Regions from separate parts of the Sus scrofa genome. Here region 1 is linked to region 2. Evidence: chromatin contacts called from public Hi-C data. All regions are on one chromosome and are shown on one strand. Each heading gives the region's core, a stretch centred on a gene start, on an enhancer-like site or on the middle of the called end of the contact. The rest is flanking DNA. Distances are from core to core; before and after follow the strand shown. Region 1 holds the start of IPO9 (importin-9). Region 2 holds the start of SHISA4 (protein shisa-4).

What was found. A called contact is a pair of places that touch in the nucleus more often than the background predicts.
Region 1: a Hi-C map of skeletal muscle shows a contact between it and region 2, with 3 times the contacts expected there. The contact joins the promoter of IPO9 here to the promoter of SHISA4 in region 2. A contact is called at or near these places in 4 of 5 promoter capture datasets (fetal liver, fetal skeletal muscle and liver), 21 of 47 Hi-C or Micro-C datasets (alveolar macrophages, blood, brain and 12 more) and 2 of 2 datasets of contacts at active chromatin or transcription factors (alveolar macrophages and skeletal muscle).

Annotation. Positions count from the first base shown.
Region 1 is chr10:24,107,266-24,111,943 of Sscrofa11.1, reverse strand. It overlaps IPO9 (importin-9), which reads right to left and starts at 1,818. Exons shown (of 24, transcript XM_021064520.1): 1 at 1,589-1,818. The coding sequence starts at 1,751.
Region 2 is chr10:24,156,109-24,161,527 of Sscrofa11.1, reverse strand. It overlaps SHISA4 (protein shisa-4), which reads right to left and starts at 2,880. Exons shown (of 5, transcript XM_021064525.1): 1 at 2,686-2,880; 2 at 2,267-2,438; 3 at 1,400-1,533; 4 at 630-797; 5 at 24-512. The coding sequence starts at 2,758. The coding sequence ends at 466. LOC110255659 (a long non-coding RNA gene) reads left to right here and starts at 4,329. Exons shown (of 3, transcript XR_002336278.1): 1 at 4,329-4,636; 2 at 4,759-4,851.

The DNA of each region.
Region 1 (4,678 bases), core at 569-3,068, 49 kb after region 2:
ATCTCAAAGAGAGGTTACCGAAAGGCATGAATTTCTACAGTTTTTATTTATTTTTTATTTTATTTTTTTGCTTTATGGCCACACCTACAGCATATGGAGGTTCCCAGGCTAGGGGTCAAATCGGAGCTACAGCTGCCGGCCTGCACCACAGCTCATGGCAATGCTGTGATCCCTGACCCACTGGGAGAGGCCAGGGATCGAACCTGCATCCTCATGGATACTAGCTAGATTCATTTCCGCTGCACCACAATGGGAACACCCAGTTTTTAAATAAAAAGAAGGAATTAGGCTATTTAGAAACACAAACCACCTCCAAAGGGTCCCAAATACCACATTCAACTCCAAAAACTTGATTCAACCTTGCAGGTCATACCCTAAACCTTCAACTTTATGCAAGCAATAACTTGAATGTGATGAGGTTCCTCTGCTTTGTCACTTCATACTCAAGGGAGACAGATTGTGAATAAAGGAATTTTACCCAGGAGGCTATAATAACTCCCACAGATCAACCTATGCATGGCTCCCAGAGAGCTTTCTTCTATCCCGAGGTTGCTCCTCTTGCAGTGTCTGACATTTTCCAGAACAATGACAGCTCCAACTAGGCCTTCAAAAACCGGGTCCCTAACCTGTTGGATCCCAAATCTCTAAGTATTTCCAAGAGAAGTGACTTAGTTTTCAATGGTGCTCCATGTCGTGGGAGGACGTTACATTTAAAGGAAAGCTGTTTTAAGTCTTTTTCAACAAAAACCCTAAGTCCAGTAGGAGGGCCACTGCGAGGTTCTGAGAGTGCCTGGTCAGACCACCGGCAATTTGAGTGCTGGTGGAACCTCCCTGCTGAGCTGGGGGAGCGGAGCCCCGACGGACCAGACGCATTTCTGACATAAAGCCCGAGAGGATTTCTCTCCTCTGGGTTCAGGATCAAACTGCCCGTGTAGCAAGGCTCCCCCGGGCCTGGGGAAGGCCCGCTGGGCAGGAACTGACAGGCGACCTCAAGCCAGAGGCTCGTTCTTTCCTCCATCATTCTCAAGCCTATACTAGGAGGATGCGGACAAAGACTCAAAGACAAAGGATGATCAGCTTCCCCGAGCAGTGCCAACCACTCCGAAAAGCCCCGGGGAGCGCGCGGGAGGGGAGGCGGCCGCACAGGCGTCTGACTGATTCCCGGGGAGGCGCGCGGAGGCGCGGTCCCGCCAGGTCTCCGGCCCACGGCCGCGGCCTCAACCCCGCCGCCCGCTCGCCCAGCCCCGCGCTCCCGGCCGAGAGCGAGCCCGGGCCCGCGCTCAGCGCGCCTGCCCCGGACCCTCCGCGCCGCCGCCCAGGGTCCTCCCGGAGCCTCCCTCCCTGGACCCTCCCTCCGTGGGGCCCTCCCTCCGGGACCCTCCCGCCCCGGATCCTCCCTCCCCGGCCGGCCTCTCCAGGACCCTCCACGCCGCCGCCCAGGCGCCTCCCTCCCGGGGGGACCTTCCCTCCCGGGAGAACCCTCCTTCCCCACCGGCCTCCCTGACTAGCCTCCCCAGGACCCTCCCTCCCCAGCCTGCGGTCAGCGCGGCCCAGGTCAGCCGCCCTCGCGACGACCCGCCTCACTCACCCTCTGTCACCTCCAGCACTTTGATCTGCTCCTCGGCGGCCGCCCGCACTTCCTGCACCGGAGACAGGATCCCGGTGAGCGTATCCACCAGCGCCTCTTTCAGCCCTTGGGCCACCGGCCCCGGCAGCCCCGAGGCCGCGCCAGCCGCCGCCGCCGCCGCCATCTTTCTCCCGCCGCGCGCCAGCCCCGCGGCCCGACCCGCCGCCGCCGGACGGCTCCCGCGCGCGGCCAATCCGCGAAGCCGCGCCTGCGCACAGGCCGGGCGGGCGCGCGAGGGGCGGGGCAGCGGCATGAGCCTCCCGAGACAGCGCCGCCTGCGGTGGAGACAAGAACTGCAGCGCCTCAGCGGGAAGCCTGTCGAGTGAGCCCCCGCGAGGTGCGGGCTCCCCGACGGCCGCAGACAGCGCGTGGGCAGCCTTGGCCGCAGCTCAGGCCAAGACCTGTACCTCCTCTTGCACGGATCCTTTCGGGGTGAGATGCTGCGTTAGGAGAGGGTGGGATGGGAATGAGTGGACAAGGCTTTAGGGAGGGGGTTGGAAGCCGACCTCTTTCCCCCCACAACTAATGAGTCTCTTAATCTCAGATCCTTAAGCGACTGAGCGAGGCCCGGATGGAACATGCATCCTCAGAGAGACCATGTTGGGTCCTTAACCCACTGAGCCACCACAGGGAACTCATCGCAGTTTCAGGAATCCAAAGGGCAGGGAAAGAATCTGAAGTGGGCTGGGCAGAGGGGAGCGGTCATCTTGCAGAGGCCGGGTCCATGGTTTTTCCAGCCAGGTGAGCCTAACCTCATGGTCAGATAGTCGCTGGCCAGGAGAGAGACCTGCGTCGGTAAGGCTGTCCCCTCCAGAGAAAGTACTTATCTGACTATTGGAGAATAAGTCCCATGTGCTGAGAAAGTGTAAATTTTTTCTCCAGGTGAGTTACCACTGGACCTTTAAAGGGTGGAGAGTGAATGCAATGCTTGCCGTGGTAGAAGGATGGTACCATTGTTGGGGTGGGAGGTTCAGACCAAACAGGACAGATGTTTCATAATAAGCTGTTCAGGTTGAATGCCTTAAAATGGTTTCTAGGGATCATGACTTGTTCCTAAGTGGCAAAGAGGACCAGGTAGCCACTCTTAGCCCAGTTCTAAGACCGTGGATGCTAAGCTGTCAACAATCAGGGATCAGGTCACTTCATCTGAGTATTCTTCTGAAAGAATGATTCCTCTCGTGTTTGTCTGTACGTGCAGTATACAAAAGTTCCTGGGCCAGGGGTCAAAAATCTGAGCCACAGCAGTGACAGTGCTGGCTCCTTAACCTGCTAGGCCACCAGGGAACTTTTCCTTGATTGCTTATTTCAGGGAGAGCTCTGAACTATTTGCCACCTCCCTGATAGAGGGCAGAGCTGGGTTGGGTCCCCATAGCAGTTTCCTAGGGGAAAGATTGCCTCCTGGACCCCAAAGTTTCACAGTGGGGAAGAGTAGGATTTGTCATTTTCCTTCTTTGAGTGGCCAGGAGAAGCAGAACTCCATTAGAATGAACAGCCTCTTTTCTCCTAGGTTGATTCACTTTTCCCCCAGGTCCAGAAGGTGGTATGTTTTCTAACACCATGGCCATGAAGGAAGGACTTCTGGGCTGGATGTTTTGCATTCTGGTGAAGGATGCTGGGTCTGTGCAGGCAAGACCCTCCCCCCCACACACACAAACATACCCACAACCAAAGGGGCCCAGAGACTCCTGCTTAGGGTTGGAGGGTCAGCCATCAACAGGCAGGTGGGTCTCACCTCTGGATTAGCCAAATGATCTTCCAGAGCAAGGAAAGGCCAAAAGACCAGTAGAGACAGACACCAGAGAGGGAGTGAGAGAGTGCCAGCAGACAACACAGGAGATAACTTTATTGAAATGCAATGGCGTTGAACAGGTGACTCTGGCTGGGGAGACACATGCCTGGTGGACAGAGAGCCTCGACGAGGGGCCTTTGGCAGTGACGGGAGAAAGGCTTCTTCCGCTGGCCCTGGCATGGATTTAAGGATCAGCCAATTTCTTGTTCAGGCAAATCACCGAGGGGGCGGCCCAGTTCTTTGATGATGGTTACAGCAACTGTGTACAACGGCTCGCTTTCTCCACGCTGGGTGTCAAGGGGAAGGGCCCGTGGTACAAAACCGAAACACACAGACACAACACACAGATCCTGGTTTGGGGCTTTGCGCCCAATAAATTAAAAAATATATATATATTGCAAAGATTCCTGCCTGCCTTCCACCGGAGGACCGGCGGGCCTTCGGAAACAAAGCCACCATCACACAGACAGCACTGCCAGAAGCAGGATGGGTGGGAGGGAGAAGGAAAGGAATCCAGCAGGGGTTGGAATTCCTTTAAGAAAAAGATGGTTCTGTTGAAAGAAACCAAAACAGAAAAGGAGGAGGAAGTGGGAGGCGCCTGCACCGCAGTGGCCCAGAGACCGGGGAGGGGCGAGCTCCCTCTCCTGGTCTTCGTCCAGGAGGCACAGCAGGGACATCCCGTGGGAGGCCGGGGGCAGCGGCGAGGGGTATTTTAGGGCAGCTGTTTGCTCGCCTTCCTCTGGCTCTAGTCCTTCTCCAGGTCCTGGGTCCCCAGTTCAGGATGCCCACTACCAGATGTCCCTTCGTCCTCTGCCCACAAGGGCCCTCAAGGGAAAAAGGACAAAATGAAACAAAACCAGTCAGTCATGCCTCATCTCCCCACGGCCCCACCAGCGGGAGTCTGTGAGTTTGGAAAGACAGGAAGCTCCTTTCAGATTGTTTTAAGATCTTATTCCATCGCTATTAGCATTTGTGTGGCCAAGTCCTGGTGGAGGGAAAGGAGGTTCTGGCAGGTTCTAGGACCCCAGCAGTGCTCTTTAGAACTCAAACAAGGGCCAGGGATGCTGCTAAGAGAACGGGCTGTCACAGAAATACCAATCGGGTTTTTTTTTTTTTTAGTTGCAATTTTTAAAAAATCAAAGTATAATTGATACACAGTGCTGGGCCAATTCCTGCTGTACCCAATCAGACTTTTTAACTCTTGGCATCCTAATACGAAAGTGGCAAAAGGCTCATCAGCATAGACCTGTCATCTAGAAGAG
Region 2 (5,419 bases), core at 1,631-4,130:
GACAGCCCAATGATGCGACCGCGTGAGTCCCAAGTTGACAGCTTTAATCCAGCAGGCCTTAGCCCTGGGGGGAAGGGCGGCCAGGAGGAGGGCTTCCATCCCCCGTTGGTGGAGTCCCCCCAGCCCCACCCCAGCCATGTGGGCAGGCAGGAGGGGCCCCGCCTTCTGGCCGGCCACCGACATCCTGGTAGGAGGAGGAAAGCAGGGGCTGTGACCCAGGCTTTCCCGTCCTTCCATCGCCCCGGTTAAAACGGTGAACGCACGTCAAGCCCCCGACCCGCCCCTATTCACGGCCAAGTTCCAGCTCAGCTCCTTTCCTCCTCCTGGGGCTCTGTTCCCAGAAGGTCTCAGGGTGTGGCTCGGTCTGGGGCCCGGCAAGAAGAGGACCCTGCCCGCCCCCCGGGCCACACGGAGGTCCAGAGGGAGGCGCCCCTGAGGGATGGCAGAGACACCACGGCCGGCTCTTCAGGCTCCTGGGTAGGAGGGCTGGGGGGGCACGTAGGGGGGTGGAGCTGCAAGCCAAGGAGACAGGGTGGGGGTCAGGGTGCACAGGAGGGCAGGCCTGGAAGTCTGGGGCAGGCACGCGAGACAGAGGTGCGGGCGTGGGGCGAGAGTTCAGGCTGGCTTACCTGCAGGGTTGTAGACAGGGGGCCCCGCCGGGTAGAGCGGATACTGGGGCGCAGGAGCACTAGGCGGGTACATGAAGCCAGGCTGGGGGGGTACAGGGCCGGCTTTGGGGTCCTGGGTGTACGGGTACACTGGTTGCACTGGGATGCCTGTCATTGGAATCTCCTGGCCTGGGTGGGGGACAAGGAGCCGCACTTAGAATGCCACCTCCATGGGAAGCAGGGCCGGCCCAGCCAACTCTGCTCCGAGACCTTGCTGAGCAGAGCCAGCGGGTTGCCTGCAGGTAGCCCAGAGGGTCAATTGCAGTCAGCACTTTGCTCCCCTCAGCTGGGCTTTGGGGACCTCGAGGGCTGGGGGCACAGCCTGGGGAAGGTGCTATCTGGGCAAGGAGACGGCAGCTGGGGGCTGGAATCCTGCAGCTTAGCAAGCCTGCCCCCAGGGGGCCTCTGGCATGGACCCCTGCCCAGCAGGTTTAGGCATAGGCGCAGCCACACGCCCTTTGCACACCCAGCCCATCCACGCGCTCACACTCCAGCCCCCGCACACACGCTTCCTGAGAGTCCCACAAGCCTGTGCACACACTCGCTGCCTCCAGACAACACAGGCACACACGGGTACAGTGTTCACACGTGCCCCTGCACGTTCCTGTGTATGGGTGACAAGCTGGCAGGTGGTGAGTCCAGGACACAGAATCACGTCTCCTGGAGCTCCAGTGTCCACCCGGGGGCTCAGCAGGCCTGTCTGGGGCGCACCTGCCCAGCCCCGCACCTACCTTCAAAAGGGCTCTGCAGCTGCTGGCGCCGGCGGTACAGGTAGCAGCAGGAGCAGAGGAAGCAGCAGATGGTGGTGGCGACCACAGCCACGAAGAGGATCACGGCAGAAGCGATGCCTGCTATGGTCTTGGGGCTTTAGACAGAGAAGCGTGCCTCACCTTCCAAGCCTCAAGCAGAAAGTCCTCACAGGGTGACCTGAAAGCTGTGCTTGGACTCCTGGCCAGCAGGGGGCCACAGAGAGCTGAGATTTGGGGTTCCTGGTGGGCTCTGCGGAACCCCGCAGGGGATCTTAGGGAACCACGCTTCCCGGAAGGCCAGGCGCCTGCTGGCCAGCGAGTGGCCTCTGGGGATTTGCAGTGGGCGCCCTACGGCAGCAACTTAACCGGTTAGACTTCTGACCGTGAGCCCTGCAAGTCCCCTGGGCAATGATCCAGAGCTGTTTTTTAAAATCCCACTGCAATGGGTCTTCTTGTACCTGTTTTATATGTCAGCAGGCCCCTTCAAAAAGACGCTGGAAAACCACTAACTGTGGCACCCCCCGCCCCCCGTCCCGGCCTGGTTTCAATGAAGAGGAAAGTGACCCACCCAGGACGTGTCTTCTGCAAGACCACGCAGCTAGTGAGGCATGAGACTGGGTCTCCTGCCTTCCTGGCAGAACGACACCGGCCCTGGCGCTGACCCTGCACCCTCCCTCTGCAGCCAGGGCAGGGCCAAGGGGAGGGCTCAGCCCCACCAGCACTTGACGTGTTTACTAACGGCCCCTCCTGGAATTCCCAAGCTGGACACTCAAGATTCGCCTTGTCCCCTAGCCGGAGCCTGGGTCTGGGCTAAGAATGTGGAGGTGGACAAGGAGGGGAGGAGCCCACCTGAAGGCCAGGCAGTGCTTCTGCTGCCTCTCGGTGATGAGCAAGGTCGGGTCTCTGCAGCAGTAGCGCTGGTAGCAGGTCCCGCAGCAGAAGGTTGAGAACTCGCAGTTAAAGCCCGGCTGCCAGGAGCCATTCCGATCCACGTACCAGAGGCAGTCCTCGCCGGCTAGCGCTGCAGACAGGGGTGCGGGTGCCCAGTGGCCACCGGGCCGGGTCTCTGGCTGCCCCCCTCCCGCGCGCCCTACTCTCACCACCCGAAGGTCTGCCCTGGTCCCTGAGCCCAGAGGCCTCTGCCTGGAGCGGCCCCCCCGGGGTCAGCCCACTCTTGCCCTCCTCTCCCACGGACCCCGCCACGCCCGGGCACCGCCTCCTCCAGGGCCTCCCCCGCGCGCGCCACGCCCGCGGCCCCCGGCCCTTACCCAGGGGCGCCCCCAGCACCAGGAGCGCGATCACCGCGAGCGGCGCGGCCCCGCGGAGCCCCGCGGGCGGCATAGCGGGGCGCGTGGAGCGGCCGCCGGGCGCGCAGGACAACGCCGGCCGCCCAGCTCCGCGGGGCCAGCGCGCCCGCCCGGCTCCTCCCCGCCTCCTCGGGGCGGGCTCGGCTGGTCCTCGGTGATCTGTCCCCGCGCCCCGCCCGTCCGGGGTCCACGCCGGCCACGCCCCTGGCCACGCCCCGCGCGGGCTCCCGCGACCAAGCGGCTGGGCACAGTGGGGGCCCGCCGGGCCTGGGCCCGCCCCCTGCCTCGGCCCAATCAGCGTTCTGGGCCCCAGAAGCCCTGATCCTGGTGCCATCTCCGAAAGCCCAGGCACAGGGGCCGACCCGGACCTTCCCTGTGCGGGACCACTTCTGCCCCAGTGTCCAGCCGAAGACGTCCTGCGGCGGCGGGGAGGAGCAGGAGGAGGCCCGGAGCACCCTGCCCCCACCGCGGAACACAGGCGCCCATTGAGAGGCGGCTCAGAGCAGCTTTGTCCCCGTCGAGCCCACAGGCCTGGACCCTGCCAGCTGCATTGGCTCCCTGAGCGGCCCCTTCCCCCTCCGAGTGGTCAGCGCTGGCATGCGCCAGCCTATGGCCTCACGCTTCCGGGTGGCTGGCCGCTGGGGCCACCTGGGACCCATCCAGTCAGACGGCCTTGAGAGTGAAAACCCCTTTCTTCTAGAGCAGCCCCGCAGAGATGCTGCAGGAAAGCAGGGCAGAGCAAGGGCCAGAGTTCCTTACAGCGAGACCTCTTTCAGTCTCCTGCTAAGTTTGTACTGTGTGTTGGTGGCCAGGCCCCTACTGCAGGGCCACACGGACCGGGAACATGCAGGGGACCAAAATTTTCTGGGGAGAAAATCCATAGCCTCCCTTAGCCCTCAGGGTGCTTGGACATGTCCCTCATTTGCGGTTCCCCACAATCCCATGAGCTAAACCAGGTTCACTGGTGTTGCCAGTCCCTTTTATAGACAGAGAAACTAGGACTCAAGGAAGTTATTAAAGTGTCCAGGTGACAGAGGCAGTGAGTGGCGGAGGCATGCTAAATCCAAGTGACTTCCCCCACCTCATGAGAGAAGCTATCTGCAAACGATATATGCTATACGAGGCTAATATCCAAAATACATAAAGAGCACATACGATTCAACGTCAAACAAACAATCTGATTAGAAATGGGCAGAGGGGAGTTCCCGTTGTGGCTCAGTGGTAACAAACTTGACTAGTCTCCATGAGGATGTGGGTTTGATCCCTGGCCTCAACTCGGTGGGTTAAGGATCCAGCATTGCCATGAGCTGTAGTGGGTCTCAGATACAGCTCGGATCTGGGGCTGCTGTGGCTGTGGTGAGACCAGTGACTACAGCTCCGATTCAACCCCTAGCCTGGGAACCTCCGTCTGCTGCGGGTGTGGCCCTAAAAAGACAAAAAGAAAGGAAAGAAAGAAAGAAAGAAAGAAAGAAAGAAAGAAAGAAAGAAAGAAAGAAAGAAAGAAAGAAAGAAAGAAAGAAAGAAAGATGGGCAGAGGATCTAGGGAGCTTCCTGGTGGCTCAGTGGGCTAAGGGTCCGGGGTTGTGACTGCTGTGGCTCAGGTCCCTGCTATGGCCCTGGAATTTCCACATGCTGTGGGCGGGGACAAAAGAGAAAAGGGCAGAGGATCTGAATAGACATTTTTCCAAAGAAGACACACAGACAGATGAAAAGATGCTGGGCGTCACTAATCATCCCAGAAATGCCAGCAAAACCCCAAAGAGATGTCGCCTCACACCCATCAGAATGGCTATCATCGAAAAGAGGACAGCAGTTCCGGCGCTGGCCCCGAACACGGCCACACGGACCTGGCACACTCTCCCTGGGGGCCTGGACTGTGATGACAATAACACTAGCAGCTATAACTCTGCAAGTGAGTTGGCCCCACTGTGCAGATGGAGTTGGGTTGGAGGAAGTTAATTCCAGCTCCCAGGGCCAGGATTTGGAATGGGACTTTTGTGACTTCAAAGCCGCCTCCTGCCTCTCCTCAAACAGGTCAGAAGTGCCCGTGCTGGGCCTGGCATGGAGCGCGTCCTCAGGAATCGCTGGTGCCCTGCCCTCAGCCCCACAGGATGTGTGGGAAGGAAGGTAGGTCCGGGGTGGGGGTAGGGAGCAGGTGGAGGGGGGGCGCTGGCTGTGCCTGTGACCCGGTTTGGGCCTGGCCTGGGCGGTGTGGGAGTGCTCTGCTGAGTCATTCCTGCTGCGACCAGTGACCAGCCCAGGCCTCCTCCAGCCTCTTTGATGCTCCTCTTCAAATCAGAGCAGCCTGCCCAGGCCCCCGCATGCCCCAGGGTCTGCCCACCCGGCTGCCAGGCCATTCTGAGATCAGAGTAACCACCTTCCCTCGTCCTCTTGGCCACTGGTCGTCCCTTCAGCAGCACCCCAAGGGGACCCCCGTCCCCCTCCAGATAGGTTACCACACCCTGTCCTCTGTGTGATGTGATCTCACCACACCGAAGGACCGGGATCTCAGAGCTCCCTGGTGGCTCAACAGGTTAAGGAGCTGGTGGTGTCACCACTGTGGCCTGGGTTCGATCCCTGGCCCAGGAATTTTGCCTGCCAGGGGCATGGCCAAAAAAAAAAAAAAAAAAAAAAAAAAAAAAGCAACAGGATCTCCTGGCTCCCACTGCCCCAGAGTAAACAAACATTTCTCCTT